Linked DNA regions of Gossypium arboreum: region 1 is linked to region 2. The links are chromatin contacts, called in public Hi-C maps. All regions are on one chromosome and are shown on one strand. Each heading gives the region's core, a stretch centred on a gene start, on an enhancer-like site or on the middle of the called end of the contact. The rest is flanking DNA. Distances are from core to core; before and after follow the strand shown. Region 1 overlaps LOC108473500 (potassium channel SKOR-like). Region 2 holds the start of LOC108461600 (LRR repeats and ubiquitin-like domain-containing protein At2g30105).

The links. A called contact is a pair of places that touch in the nucleus more often than the background predicts.
Region 1: a Hi-C map of leaf shows a contact between it and region 2, with 4 times the contacts expected there. The contact joins the enhancer-like site here to the promoter of LOC108461600 in region 2. A contact is called at or near these places in 2 of 5 Hi-C or Micro-C datasets (both in leaf).

Annotation. Positions count from the first base shown.
Region 1 is chr3:70,611,960-70,615,132 of ASM2569848v2, forward strand. It overlaps LOC108473500 (potassium channel SKOR-like), which reads left to right. Exons shown (of 13, transcript XM_017775094.2): 2 at 1,876-2,100; 3 at 2,177-2,240; 4 at 2,847-3,173. Among protein-coding and RNA genes, the nearest start is that of LOC108473500, 7.0 kb to the left of the region's middle. Within about 2 kb of position 1,877, at least 2 of the 2 cell types and tissues checked have an H3K27ac peak or open chromatin away from gene starts, as enhancers often do. A contact at or near this core is called in leaf, where this site is marked.
Region 2 is chr3:70,090,810-70,093,770 of ASM2569848v2, forward strand. It overlaps LOC108461600 (LRR repeats and ubiquitin-like domain-containing protein At2g30105), which reads left to right and starts at 1,467. Exons shown (of 7, transcript XR_001867792.2): 1 at 1,467-1,739; 2 at 1,916-2,001; 3 at 2,602-2,961.

The sequences.
Region 1 (3,173 bases), core at 627-3,126, 520 kb after region 2:
ATAAGTTATTGAAAAAAATTGCTTGGTAGTGTCAACCAATTTGTCACTACAATATTGAACTTAATTAATTTAGTCTCCTTCTAAATTTTAAAATTTTAGATTATGTTTTCAAATTAAAACCAACTCAATTAAATCATCTTTAATATTCGTCTATAAAACTCAAATTTCTTTTGATTATATGATTTTGAATCTTTCATACTAAGCTAAAATCAAAGAAAAATCTTACAATTAATTAAATTAATTAATTTATCTTTCATACCAAACAAAAACTCAGAATTTTTCATCACTTCTTTACTCAACGAAGAACAAGCAATTAATTTAATTAATTGCAAGACTTTTCTTTTACTTTTCTTTTCCTTTAACCTAGTATGAAAGATCCAAGATTATATAATAAAAATTAATTTTTATAGACAATTATTGAATATGAGTTATCGAGTTGATTTATATAAGAATAATATGGAAACATAAAATAAAATTTTAAAATTTAGAAGGAGATTAATTTAATTAATTTCAATATTACAAGAATAAATCGGTTGACATTATCAAGTGATAAAAACTTCTCAACAATTTATTTAATTTATTTTGATGTTTTGAAAATTAAATTTTAATATTAAAAAAATAAAATTTTGACAATGTGATAAACAAGTACAATTTGACAATTGTTTAATGCATTATTAGTTTCTACCACTTTTTCACTTTAATCCTTAGTTTTTTTTTTACCTTAATCAATATTTAACAAGAAAGAGTATTTTTTTAGGTGATCAAAATGGAAGCGACCTAAAAGTTGGGCGACCAAAATGAAATTGTGAACATGTTGCGGTGTATATATTTAGGGCTGTAAATGAACCGAGCTTGAATGAACAAATCTCTGTTCATGTTCGTTTGTTTATTTTTAGGCTTGTTCGTGTTCAGTTTGTGTTCGTTAAGAAGTTCAAATTTTTGTTCATGTTCGTTTATTTAAAATTATGTGTGTTTATGTTCGTTTGTTTAATGTTAACAAACATATTCATTTAATTTAATCGAACATGTTCATTTAACTTAATCCAACATATTCACGAACATTAAATGAACATATTCATTTAACTTAATCGAACATATTCACGAATAATGTTAATAAATAATAAACAAATAAACAATAAATACATACGTACATACGTATACACACATATTGTTTAGATATAAAATAGTCAAATATAAATATTAATAATTATATTATAAATGAAAAAATACAAACCAAATAATTTTATTAATATATACTAATGGAACAATAAACGAGTTTTAAGATAATTTTATTAATATATACTAATAAAATTTTTATAAGAAAATATCAGTAATAAATAAACAAATCATAGACGAGTCAATACACGAGCTTATAAACGAGTTTTTAAATGAGCTTGTTCGTGAACATAAACCAACAGAATACACCTTTATTCGTATTAATTCGTTTATTAAACGAATATAAAAATTTTGTTCATACCTATTTATTCACGAACAGTTTATTAAACATTTTATTCATTTATACCTCTATATACAGTTAACTAAATAAAAATATTCTAAAAGTTTGCGTTATTCTTTAATCATTCAGAACAACAGCCCAATACAAATTAAAATGTAAATAAAATATTCATTCACATAAGTTTACATGTAATGTCAAAGTAGAATAGTAAATATGCATAAACACTATCAAATTTGATTAATAAAATTTCCATTTAAACCTATTTTATTTCTCAGATAATTTTAGTTTTGTATTTCCTACAATTTAGGTGTTGAGAATAATTCATTTCTAGTGATTGAAATGATGTAGAGACGAAATAGGAAAAACAATGTAGTGACTGAGAGAAGGATGATGACGCATCGAGTAACTGACTGACACAGGTGGTACGTGGCGTGGACGCACTTCATACTCTTATGGGCAATATACTCCTCCTTCTTCACACCCCTGGAGTTCGGGTTTTTCAGAGGACTCCCAGAGAACCTTTTCCTCTTAGACATTGCTGGCCAACTTGCCTTTCTCTTCGATATTGTCGTACACTTTTTCCTTGCCTATCGCCACCCTCACTCCCATCATTTGGTTTACGATCGCAGGCTCATCGCCCTCAGGTATCTCCATTTCCCTCTCTTCCTTTTTTGCTTCTTACTCTTAAATATTACCCATTCCTTTCATTCCACTTTTCAGGTACTTGAAATCTCGTTTTATTGTTGATTTCCTTGGATGTTTGCCTTGGGATGCTATCTATAAGGTACCCATTTCTTCTTCCTTTTTTTCTTTTTCAAAGGCAAACTAGTAATCGGTTAACAAATTCCTTATACAAGTTATATTTGTTTATTTCCACCATTGCATTTCATTAATGTCAATTATCGAGGAGAAAGAAATGTTTGACTAGTATTGATAAAAATGATAATGATGAAGAATTATATTACTAAATGCAACTGCTAATTTGTTAAATAAACATTGAATAAAAAAGTAATCAAAACTAAAATTTGAGTGACAAAGTTGAATAAAAAATTGGAAGTTTAGTTGCAAAATAAAAAATAAAAAAAAAAACTAGTGTGGAAAATTTGCCAATAGTATCAAAGAAAATGGTATGTAACTAAAAGTATGGTGGCAAATTACAATATCCATTATAGATAGCAATTTTCTTCTTTAACCCACATATATGACGAAAAAGGGTATAGAGATTCAACTCTTCATATATATGAAAATTTTAAAAAAGTTTGGACATATATATTTTGGATACATCGTAGTATAACACACTCATAGGACCCAACTATAACTACTTAGCCTTAGCATATATTTAGGAATGAGTATGATGATTAGTGGTCTGAAGTCATTTTACTGTGACAAGGTTTGTGGACGAAAAGAGCCTGTTAGATACATGCTATGGATTAGGCTAAGTCGGGCTCTACGAGTGACAGAATTTTTCGAGAAGTTGGAGAAAGACATCCGGATCAATTACCTTTTCATCAGGATTGTTAAGCTTATTGTGGTTGAATACTATTGCACGCATGCTGCTGGTTGCATCTTTTACTATCTTGCTACAACAGTTCCTCCTTCCAAGGAAGGTTACACATGGATAGGAAGTTTACAGATGGGTGAATATCGTTATTCAAATTTCAGGGAGATTGATCTGTGGAAGCGTTATGTATTATCTCTCTATTTTTCTGTTGTAACC
Region 2 (2,961 bases), core at 217-2,716:
ACGGCGATGGTGGCCCAACGAAAGGTGTAGGAAAAGAAACGGTGAAGGTTTGGCAAAACAAAGGTGAAATATTGCGATGAAAGAAAGTGGAATGGCGGTGAGAAGAAAACTATGGTGGTTTGCAGTACTGGTCACGGCGGCGATGGGTGGCGATGGGGAAGAGAAAGAGAAGGAGGAAGAGGCGCAGTGGCCATGAGGTGTGGTGATCAGCGGTGGAGGGTTCTGTCGCGGTTGAGGAAGGAAGCAAAAGGGAAAAGAGGAAAGGGTGGTGGTGTTGCAAAAAGAAAGAAAGAAATAGGTGAGGAAGGAGAGAAAAAGAGAGAATATGGAAGAGAGGGTGGAGGGGACGACAATGATAGGTGGGAGAGTGGGAGGAAAGGTTGGTCAACTAGGTCTAGGTGCAATGAATTTCTACTATGGAAAGGGTGAGATGAAATGGTAGGAGAGGGAGACATCAAGTGAAAAGGGGATCATCCCCCTTCAACTTATGGTAAGTTTAACCTTTAATGGAGGAAAGAAATCCTCCCAATCATGGAAGCTATGGGTTGGGCGGCAAGCTTAATAAAAACAAGGGAAAAATGTTAGAAAAATGAAATGAAAAAGTGTGAACAATGGATTTGAACTTAAAACCACTAGGATAGCTAAGAAGTATTAAACCACTATACCACTTCCTTGTTCTCATTTTTGCGCCAATAATCATAAAATGTGGGATGTGACATGCATGTTTCCAAACAACTAAGATCATTCCAAAATAATAAAAAATCATATTTCTCAAATGTTAAACACTATCAAATATTCACTTTCTCTCTTGTATTTATTTACAACAATTTATAATTTCAATTTATAATCAGAACTAAGATCAAATACAATTAAATCAAATCATAATAAAACAAGGTATAAACGTATATTTATTTATTTATATAGTGAACTTACTTAGTATATTCGACTATCGAGTATATTTTTAGGGCGATTTTCCCTTCCCCTATAATCCTTCATACAGTTCAATTCTTGATCTATATAATGATTAAATTCACTTTAACAATTCAAATGCACTATCAAACTCATTTCTATGCACATGACATTTAAATTTTATTTTACAAATTTTCCTTAAACTTCTATACTTTGTTCAATTTAGTCTTTAAAATCGAAATTATTAAAATTTCACATTTAACCTCTAATACTCCAAAACTAAATTTAATAGCATCCCAAGATAGCCTGCTCCTAACCAATCACTTATATTTCTATAAGCTCAAGCATAAACGTACAAAAAAAAATGCAGCTAAAAGTTATTGAAAATAAACGAAAATAATAACAAAATTTTTTAAAAATTCCTATGTTACTCCCACACTTTAGATGGCACATTGACCCTAATGTGCACCAAAAAGTAAATAAGAGAAGAGACAACCCATTTTTTGTGAAAGTGCAGGAAGGTTATACAGCAAATTAGGCTTTTAGCAAAAACGCCGCAAATAGATATCATTAGTCGCGCTAATTAAAAAATGCCATAATAAGTAAAGCAATAACGAAGTTTATGGAGAATACGGCGCACCGCAAAATGTAAGTAATAGTGGCGTTTATTTAAAAAAGCCACAAATTTTTTTACTTGAAACGGCGCTGCACACACGAATTATTTTCTCTCATTCTTTTCTTTGAACCCTGGCCCTTTTCTTTCCTAGACTTCTCTTTACTTGAAGCCCAAAAATCCCCATCCCTTTTCGTTCTCAGTCTTATTGTCTCAGGTAAGACAATTCTGCTTCATTTCTTTCTATTTTTTTTTAATTTTCTTATCGGGTGCTTAGAAAATTACTGATATGATAAATTACTTATCAGGAATAAGGGGAAGAAACACTATTTTGACCTAACAAGGTATGTTTAGATTTTGACCTGTTTCTTGGTCTCTTTTTGTTTACTGAAGGAGAGCTAGAAAAGGAAGCAGTGATCTTTTTGTTGTTTCCTTTATCTTGGGTTGAAGAGAAGATGCAGCCAAATCAGTTGAAGAAGGTTAGTTTCTTCTTCTTCATCATCATCATCTTCCTCATCTTCTTTTTTTTTTTAAGATTTATTACTACTTTTTTTTTTAACTTCAAAGTTTAGATTTTTTGGAATTATAGGATCTGGGTTTTGTGTATCAAATTTTAAAAGTTTTAACCTTTTGATTTTTTGAACGTGGTTTGAAGATAAAACTTTCAAGGTTGTACTTTATTGATGTTTTCTTGTAGGGAAATTGACGTGGCTTAGGCGCTATGATTTCAAGCTAATAAACCTGTTTAAATTTTATTAAAAAATTGAATTAATATTTTTTATCAAATAATTTGGAGAAGGCAGGGTCTTGGTTAAAATTTTATAATTAAAAAACCAAAAAAAAAAAAAGTTAGAAGGTGTCATGTAAGGTGATAAGTTGAGATTTTGAAGTTTGGGTTAGATTCTTTTTAACCAAAATGAATTTGTTAAGTTTTGGCTTTAATTTTCACTGAGATTGAAGAGGACTAATTTTGGAACTGAATAGAGGAAATATAAAACTTAATTCACACACTTGTTTGTTAAAGAAATCAATATCTATAAAGGAAGAAAAATGAAGTTTGGTTTGTGCTTCAATTTCAGGTTTTAAAATCAACTTGAAGCTGGAATTAACTTTAAAATAAGTGGTGGCCATTAATCCGCTGGGTTGCTTCAATCATGCTAGTGCTTAATGTTGAAAATGTTTCTTGAAGAATGAAGATTATTCTATTTTTATTGTTTTTGGTTCCTTTATGTATGTTCACACTTTTTCATAGCATGATAAAGATGGCTACTAATATTTTTGGATTTCTTTCTATATTGCTTTCTTTATCAAAAGTGGTATTAGTTTCCTCTTTAGTTATATGGAGAGCATTCCAATAAATGAATCGATTTCAATAGATTCTGTGTTTGATTTTTGACTAATAGAAATTGCCAAGCTAAGTGCAACATCTAGAACCTAAT